Regions from separate parts of the Zea mays genome. Here region 1 is linked to region 2. The links are chromatin contacts, called in public Hi-C maps. All regions are on one chromosome and are shown on one strand. The core of a region is the stretch at or near the end of the contact, and the rest is flanking DNA. Distances in the headings are between cores, read along the strand shown.

Region 1 (4,517 bases), core at 880-3,379, 88 kb before region 2:
TAAAACTGGTGTCGAACAAAAAAAGGCATTTTGGTCTTTATGTGTTGTATTTAATGTATTTAGAATCGGTTTAGTCCCTACAACCAAACAGGGTAGGGACTAAAATTTAATCCCTGTACTAAACTTTATTTCTAGGACTAATGGAACCAAACGGGGCCTAAAGCAAAAGCAGGTAGGAAAAGCAGAACCAAACGGGGCCTTAGCGTTATACTGACGGTACATGGGTTCTTAAATAATTTAGAAAAAAATAAATGGTACAATTTTAATAGTACATGGGTTTTTTAAATAATTTTTTTGTATTTTTTAGACCGTATTTGAGATACCTACTGTTTAAATTATGACTGCTACTATTATCATTCTTAGCTTCCATAATAAAAAAGGTACTAGAGGCATTCAACGGAACTCGGTTAAAATGTACACGTTCTGCATTATCGTCTAGTTGCGGCGCTGCACCAAGGCGCCATTCTGCTTAATGCCACTGAATTAAGGAGACATTGATGGAGAATACAAGCGCAGTCAACGATGAATATAATAGCTTAACGAGGACTATATATCGGTTGGCCCGCCGGCTGGCCGGCCTGTCCCAGCTAAAGCGACAGCCGGCGGCGTCCAAGAACGCCGCCGCCGTCGTCATCGAAAAACCGATCCAAGTCGTCGTCGAACGGCCAGAAGAAACCATCGAACGGGCAGTTGCCGTCGTCCTCCAGCAGGCACGCGTCGTTCTCGTCCACGGCCACGGCCACGGCGGCGGCGCCGTCGTCGTCGTCGACCTTGCTGTTGTTGTCCGCGGACGGCGCCGCCCCGTCCGACGACGTCTCCTGGTCCTGGTTGTGGTCGCCGTCGTCGGGGGACGCAGACGACGACGACGACGGCCTGTTCCGCGTTGTGCCGGCCAGCGCGTTGAGCATCGCGGGCACCGCGTGGCAGTGGTCAGCGATGTAGGTGACGACGAGCACCCCGGGCTTGGCCGGGCTGCGCTCCACCAACTTCCGGGCCGTGCAGCTCTTGAGGCTGCTGCACTTGTAGTATCCCCTGATGATGTGCATGCAGGGCGCACGCACAAGAGTTGCGTTCAGAATTTCAGATGCAGCGCCTATAAATAACTACCTCTCTCTCTCTCTCTCATGGACTGTATGTCTGTATACATGTAGACTGTATATATACCGTGGATAGGGTGAGCCCTTGATCGGCTTCTGGCCGTACTTGCGCCACGCCCAGAGGTCCGTGGAGACGACGCCGCCGGCTGCCGGCACCTCGCACACCACTTTCTTCACCTGCCTCTTCTTGCTGATGTTAAATTTTAAATCATCAACGATCGATCGCCGGATGAATATAATTGCGAATCATCGAAACGGAAAGCCGCCGTCGTCGACGTATGCACCGGCCGTACCTTCTCTTGGGCCGGGGAGTGCGACCTCCCGCCTTGCGGCCGGGCTGCCGCCTCCTGGGCTGGACCATCTGATGCCCGGACCTGGAGACGACGCCTGCTGCAGCGGCAGCCGAGAAAGAGAAGAGCACGTCGTCGTGGCGGAGCTGTTGCCCGGCCCTGGCCATGGGCCCACACGTGGCCGTCGTCTCGCGAGATGATGAAGGCGTGACGGAGACGGAGAAGGGCATGCGGCGCGGGTCGCGGTCGCGGTCCACGAGGTCGTCGAAGTGGTCGAGGCCGCGCCGCCACGACGACACCGCACCCACCGGTTGCCCGAGCAACTCCAGCTGGGCCGCCGCACGGCCGCCGCCGCGGACCATAGCAGCTTCCTCCCTTGGAGGAGCGTCGGCCCCGGCCCTCGAATGCTGCACGCTGCGGTTACCGCCGCCGCAGCTCCGCACGAGCGCCTGCAGGTCCCAGTCGTTGGAGCAGTCCATGGCGATCGATCGAGTGTGTGTGCCAAGTGCCAAGCTAAGGTGGGCGAGAGGCCGGCTTCATATATGTAGAGAGAGAGAGAGAGAGACGGTTTGACTTTGGCATGACGTGTGTATGTTGACATTAGCCTATCAATCAAATCCGAGGATCCTTTGTCTACGAGTAGTACAGATATAGCGCGTGCAGCGGCGGTGTAGTGCGGCGGGCGGGCGAGCGACGAGCTGAGAGCGAGGTGCATGTAAAGTGAAACGCATCGGCGGGCGGCGGCGTGCTCTCGCTGTCGCTAGCTAGCTTAGCTGCCCGCGGTAGTGGGTGGGCACGCCACGAAGATCGCCCGAGATTAGATGGATTGCTCAGGGCACTCATCGACCGCCGACGAGACGACTCGCCGTGGCGGCAGGATCGGGCGCGATCGATAGATAGCGTCGGGAAGGAGATCCGACGACGCGTGCCATGCATGTCACGCTCAGGTACAGTAGACGTACACTAGCGGGAAATCTTTGCTCTTTATAAGCACGCAGGCAGGCAGGCAAGCATGTGTGATGTGAGAGCGAGACGCAGACGCCACGCACGCTCCATCAGCACCGATCGACCGGGGCGCGACGGGAGAAGCAGGTGGCTGTCCATCCATGGATGAATCCGTGGCAAGATCGCGCGTGCGCTTTGCGGCGCGCCCGAGAGCGAGAGGGAGAGGACGACAGAGCGAGAGCGGCTCTGTCAATCTGCCTGCCTGCCTTTTCCTAAAGATACAACGCAACAATCTGAGACTTGCTTATTCAACACGCTTAACTGCAAAAGCAATCATCCTCCCTTTCCCAAGTAATTGGATTTTGACACCGACGAAGGTTTAGACCTGAAATTGTACGTGGCCTCGCCGATGCGTGACCATCGGTCGAGTTGGGCAGCAGATGCACAACGTACACCGCCCTCTCCTCTACGTGTTTCATGCGCGTCCACGTCCGTCCGTCCCTCCCAACAGTAATAAACTAACAGTCTAATTAGAGTCACTACAGTAAAACGATACAAGTCCGACGGCTTCCTAGGTGGCCGTCGGAACTAATGAATTTTAACCGCGCCCCGCGGCCCGCGTCGGTTTCATTTCTCTCTGTTTCTCCGCCGCTCGCATGCGTAGCCGCCGCCGCCGCCTCTCCCACGCCGCCGCCACCATCGCCGACGAGCCGCCGTCGTCGCCCAGCACCGCCCAAGCCTCTCCCGGGGACCTCCAGCCCCGTCCCGACGCCCAGCCCGCGCCCGATCCTCTGTCCACGTCGACTGGCAACTCCACCGCCGCCAAAGCGACACCGGAGCCGCCCCGACGCCGCCCGCGGCCGCCGGAGCCTCTGCCCCCCGTCCTCGACGCCACCGGCGCCCGCCCCGACCCCGCCGGCGTCCGCTTCATCAGCTAATCGTCCGACAAAGTAAGGAATTTTATAATATTTAGTATAATTTTGTATATGCATATATTGTTTGCTATTAGCAATGTTTAGTTTTGTTATGTCCGACGGCTTAATTTAATTATGCAATTAAATTAGCTTGTTTTAATTTATTTATTAGTGGTTATATAATTTAAACTTTTAATTTCCGAGGGTAATTATTAAGCCCTCCGAAATAAGGTTGTTTTATTTGATTTAGGGTCCCGTGAAATGATTTTTTGTAGTGCTATTGTATTAGTTTGGTTAATTAGTGGCTATTGTATTAGTGTGGTTAATTAGTAATCATAACTAATTAAGTTAACGTCTCGTATCTAGTATGGAGGAGAATCGTCGATGGATGTATGAAGGTTGGAAGAAAAGAGGTGCTCTATCAAGTGAGTGGGTTGCCAAGACTGATGCTTTTCTCGACCGTGCTTTTGCTCGGTCAGAGACTGGAACCGATGTTAGGTGCCCTTGTAGCAAGTGTCGGAACATTAATTTCCTTGACAGGAGGATCGATACATATTTGCAAGAACGGTTATATGCCAGGCTATGAGGTGTGGGTGCACCACGGTGAGGATCCACCTCCTCGTATTGTATCGGAAGTTCAGTCACATGAAGAGGAGGACTACGATAGGATGGAAGAGATGCTTGACGATGTACGCCATGAGCTTCTAACAGTCGATTGGGAGAACCCCGGTCAACCCACCGAGTTCGAGGATCCAGCTACACCTGAGGTTCAGAAGTTCTTCGAGCTCCTTAAAGCTGCCGAAGAGCCGTTGCATGAGCACACAAAAGTGACCGTCCTTGTATTTGTGACTCGACTTATGGCTATTAAGTCTAAGTTTGCATTCTCAAACAACTGTTACAAGAAGCTTTTGAACTTGATCGGTGATGTACTTCCGGAGAATCACAAGATGCCAAAGGACATGTATCAGTCTAAAAAGTTGTTATCTGGGCTCGGTATGGACTACGAAAAAATCGATGTCTGTGAAAATAATTGTATGCTTTTCTGGAAGGAGACCGCGGGTGAGAAGGAGTGTACTGTATGTGGTGAGCGTAGATTCTTTGAGGTTGAAAACGACGATGGTTTGACCGTGACTACGAAGATTGCACGTAAGCAGCTTCGTTACATGCCTCTTATACCTCGGTTGAAACGTTTGTTCATCTCCAAGAATACAGCCAGACACATGAGGTGGCACAAAGAAGGGGTACGTGAGAATCCAAATGTCATGGTGCAC
Region 2 (4,500 bases), core at 843-3,342:
GACCGGTTGGCATGGTATTTATAGGCCCCAACCTCATTTCTAGCGGTTGGACAGAAAACAGTAGCTTTCTATCGACAGACGCACCAGACAGTCCGGTGCACACCAGATAGAGCACTGTTCACTGTTCGGTGTCTGCCACATCAGCCGACCGTTGGGGTCTGTAGCAGTCGATCGTTGGATCTGACCGTTACCCAGGCTGTCCGGTGCACATCGAACAGTCTGGTGCTACAGCCTGAGGTTCCTGTCTATGGGCCCCTCTGCGCAGACTGTCTGGTTATCCCACCGGACAGTCTGGTGCACACCGGATATGCACTATTCGCTGCCCGGTGCCCAAGCCACGTTAGTCGACCGTTGAGGTCTGCGGCAGTCGACCGTTGGATCCAACCGTTGCTAGATTGTTTGGTGCACACCGGACAGTTCGGTGCCACAACCTGAAAGCCCCCGTTGTGGGCCTCTCTGCGCAGAATACCCGGTGTCCCATCGGATAGTTCGGTGCGCACCGGACATGTTGTTGTTCACTGTCCGGTGCACCACCAGTGTGCTGGTTGACTGCCTTTTTTCTTGGATTTCTTCGCTGATTCTTTTGGGCTTCTTTTGTTCTTGAGTCTTGGACTTCTCTGTTTCTTTTTATGTCTTCTTTTGAAGTGTTGCATCCCTATTACCTTATTCCAACCATCTTTGCATCCTGTGAACCCTATTTGATTGAAACTGAGCTAATTGTGACTTAGAAACTAAATTGTTGATCTTATGAACCTGTGAATCAGAGACTAGGCAAACTAATTAGTCTGAATGGTTGTGAAGGTCATCAAGCACTAGAATGTAAGAAATGGTTTAAGGTCATTTCCCTTTCAGAGCACAACTTGCCTTATACTTGTGATAACCTTTTAGTCCAAATGCTACACCAAAAGTTGGGCCTCAAGATTCATAGTCACCTCGCCTATACTCGTAGCAATACATACAATCAAGCAAATAATGGATATGGCAACATTACACCAAAGCATAAGAACAAACTGCGTAAAAATATTCTACGCGTCGCTACAAGATCATAGGTCCGAGAACCATTAAAATCGGAACTAAACAAAGCATTTATGGATAAAATGATATTTTAGAAACAATAAATCTAATAGATGAGATCTAACAGATATTGCATTTAAACCAAGCAGGTATTAAATTAAAATATTTTAGTTGAACGATTATTTATAAAATGTGTAGGTTAGAACTATAAATTAGATTAACAATATTATCTAGTTAATTAACATTAATTAAATAAGTAATTAACTAATTAAAACAATGTTATTATTACGTACGCCAAATTAATATGAACATAGCACAACTTAGACTAAAATAAATTATTTTATCCAAAAGATATCATATTTTTAATAAATTAGTAGGGTCACACAAAAATAAGTGATATGAGTTAGATCGGGTCACATAAAGAATTAATGGGCATGGGATCTAGATGTGGCCATATTCTACCTTCCTCCCATCTTTCGACATCAACAGGGCGGCGGTGCAGAGCCTGCACGACGGTGAAGCTCCGACGATCACCCGCCCCACGCTCTAGTGCCCTACCACATGATCGTCCACGCACTAAACACGTACGGAGTACTGCCAATAAATGGGGATGCAACTAACCAGCAGTCGCGCAGTCGTGGCCTCCATCCTTGGCGAGGCTGAGAACCCACTACGGTGGCACTCGATCTCATCCTTCGTTGATGAACTCGTGGCTATGGCATTAGTTCCCTCGACGCGATGACTCAGGAGGACACGAGAGCAAGGATATATATAAGTGAGTATAGTACTAGGATCTATTCTAGTTGTGCGGAGTTCATTACGATTTCTCCGGAAACAGGGTGCAGTGTTCGTTTCGATCCTATCGACATGCTTGGGTTAGACTCATGGCTAGGGACACAACTGACCTAGGGCGTGCAAGAGGCCACGAGAAATTCGGGCTATAGAGGCGCAACCACCCATCGAAACAAAAGTCAAGGTAGGGAGGGGTCCTAGAAGACGGCTTCGAGCTGAACTCCGCAGGTTGAAGACTCCTGTCATCATGGCCCCACCCGGTCTAGAAGATGAGTACGACAGATTGAGCCCACCTGTCACCAGCCGCACGATCGTGTGGACGCGTGAGGCTCGTTTTGGGTTTTGGCTAATGCCATCATAGATGTCATGCCGACATCACATGCGGCAAGGGAATAAAAAAAGAAAATCAATAGGAGAAGAGACATGGAGGGGAATGGGCTGCGGTAGCAATTCTTGATGTGTGGGCTGGTGAGCTTCTTTCCCTATTTTTTTTATTTTTCTTATTTATATTTTCACTTCTAATTTCAGTTTTCAGATTTCAATCCAAATTTGGTTTTCAAAATCAAACTTAAATACAAATGCACAAACAAAAAGGACTCAACATGAATGCAAGGTACTAAATCTTTTAATTATTTATTTGGGCCTATTGATTTAAATATGCCATACACACACGTCATTCATCTTAATAAAATTTCAATTTGAATGTGGAGTCTAGTTAAAAGTTCATTTAAAAATTATGTATTTATTACTTATTTAATTCAAGAGCTAATATTGTCTACTTTTATGAAGAATTATTTTAATTTTAAATCTTCTTTATAGAAGGATTATAAACACATATTTCATCAATTACCAATTCAAGATGACCCTATTTTATTTCTTTCGGAGTTTCAAATAACATTTCCCATTTCAATGCCTTAAGTATAAATTTTAGATTACAAAAAAATACTAATACCATTTATCTATTTCAGAGAATGTTTTTATAAAAATATATTTTAATCTAGAACTTTTGGAAGAATTTCTCTAAATGTTATAATATAATTTTAGAGTGTTACACTTCGTCACTTACAGCAAGTGTTTGAGCTGTTGGCGCAAGATCAATGGAAAGTAAAATTATCCAAGTGCTCGTTTGCACAAAACAGAGTCTCATATCTAGGCCGTATTGTCAGTGCTGAGGGGGTGGCAGTAGACCCTGCAAAAATTCAGGTGATCGCACAGTGGCTTACACCAACATGTGTTAAGGAGTTGAGGAGCTTCTTGGGATTGGCCGGGTATTACCGGAAATCCATCCGGCACTTTGGCATTATTTGTCAACCCCTTCACGCCCTGTTGAGGAAAGGTGCACTGTTTTTGTGGATGGAGGACCATTCTACAGCCTTTCAGACACTAAAACAGGCCCTAATGTCAGCCACGGTTCTTGCTCTTCCAGATTTCTCCACTCAGTTTACTATTGAGAGTGATGACAGCTCTAGTGGTGTGGGTGTTGTCCTTGTGCAGAAAGGTCACCCTTGGCCTTATTAAGCAAAGCATTAGGCCCTAAATCCTGTGGCTTGTCAGCTTATGAGAAGGAGTTTATGGCTATTCTGGTGGCTGTGCAACCGTGGCGTCAATACTTGCAGAATGGGGAGTTCCTGATCCTTATTGATCATCAAAGCCTTTCTCAGTTAAATGAACAGAGGCTGCATACTCCCTGGCAACACAAGGTTTTCACCAAGCTTTTAGGACTCCAGTATAAAATTGTCTATCGGCAAGGTCATACCAACTACCTACATGAACCTATCCCGTCGCCTTGAACCTGAATTCAATGATGTTTCTGAAATGATCCCTCAATGGTTAATTGATGTACATAACAACTACCTACATGACCCAGATGCTCAGTCCTTGCTGACTAAAGTCGCTATAGATCCTTCGGCTGTCCCCAACTTTACCCTTACCGACAGCTTGCTTCGTTACAAAGGTCGCATTTGGGGGGAACGACCCAGTTCTCCAACATCGATTGCTGGCCGCCCTTCATACTTCGCCAGTCGGCGGCTATTCAGCCATTCCGGTCACATACACTCGTTTGAAACATCTTTTTGCTTGGAAGCATATGAAAGCAGTTGTACAAGAGTTCGTGCACAATTGCCAGACATGTTTGCAAGCTAAACCAGACCGGTCTGCCTTCCCTGGGAAACTTCAACCATTGTCGGTTCCGTCCATGGCCTGGGAAACAATCATTATGGATTTTGTTGAAGGCTTGCCAGTTTCTGGTCCTGCTAATTGCATTATCGTTGTGGTGGATAAGTTTACTTAATATGCTCACTTCATTCCTCTATCCCATCCTTACACAGCTAGCTCAGTTGCTCAGGTGTTCATGACTCGTGTGTACAGGTTGCATGGTCTTCCAGCTTCCATTGTTTCACATAGGGATCCAGTCTTCACCAGCACATTTTGGCAACAACTCTTCAAGCTGATTGGAACCGAATTAAAACTCAGTTCCTCTTACCTCTCCCAAACTGATGGCCAAACGAAACGCGTCAACCAATGCTTGGAAACCTTTCTCCGATGTTTCGTCAGTGCATGTCCCAAGAAGCGGAAAGACTGGCTACCAGCAGCTGAGTTTTGTTATAATACTAGTATGCGCTCCGCTTTGCGTTGTTCGCCATTTGAGGCTAAGCCTCGAACTCTCGGTATTACATTGCATGATGTAGTTCCTGA

Evidence for each region. Hi-C and Micro-C count contacts between places; a contact is called where the count stands out from the background.
Region 1: a Hi-C map of leaf shows a contact between it and region 2, with 4 times the contacts expected there. The contact joins the promoter of LOC103635399 here to the enhancer-like site in region 2. A contact is called at or near these places in 2 of 25 Hi-C or Micro-C datasets (ear and leaf).

What each region holds. Positions count from the first base shown.
Region 1 is chr8:76,467,021-76,471,537 of Zm-B73-REFERENCE-NAM-5.0, reverse strand. It overlaps LOC103635399 (WRKY transcription factor WRKY28), which reads right to left and starts at 2,129. Exons shown (of 3, transcript XM_008657854.4): 1 at 1,391-2,129; 2 at 1,165-1,287; 3 at 467-1,032. The coding sequence starts at 1,866. The coding sequence ends at 588.
Region 2 is chr8:76,378,798-76,383,297 of Zm-B73-REFERENCE-NAM-5.0, reverse strand. No RefSeq gene overlaps it. Among protein-coding and RNA genes, the nearest start is that of LOC109941556, 7.2 kb to the left of the region's middle. Within about 2 kb of position 2,092, at least 17 of the 20 cell types and tissues checked have an H3K27ac peak or open chromatin away from gene starts, as enhancers often do. A contact at or near this core is called in ear and leaf, where this site is marked.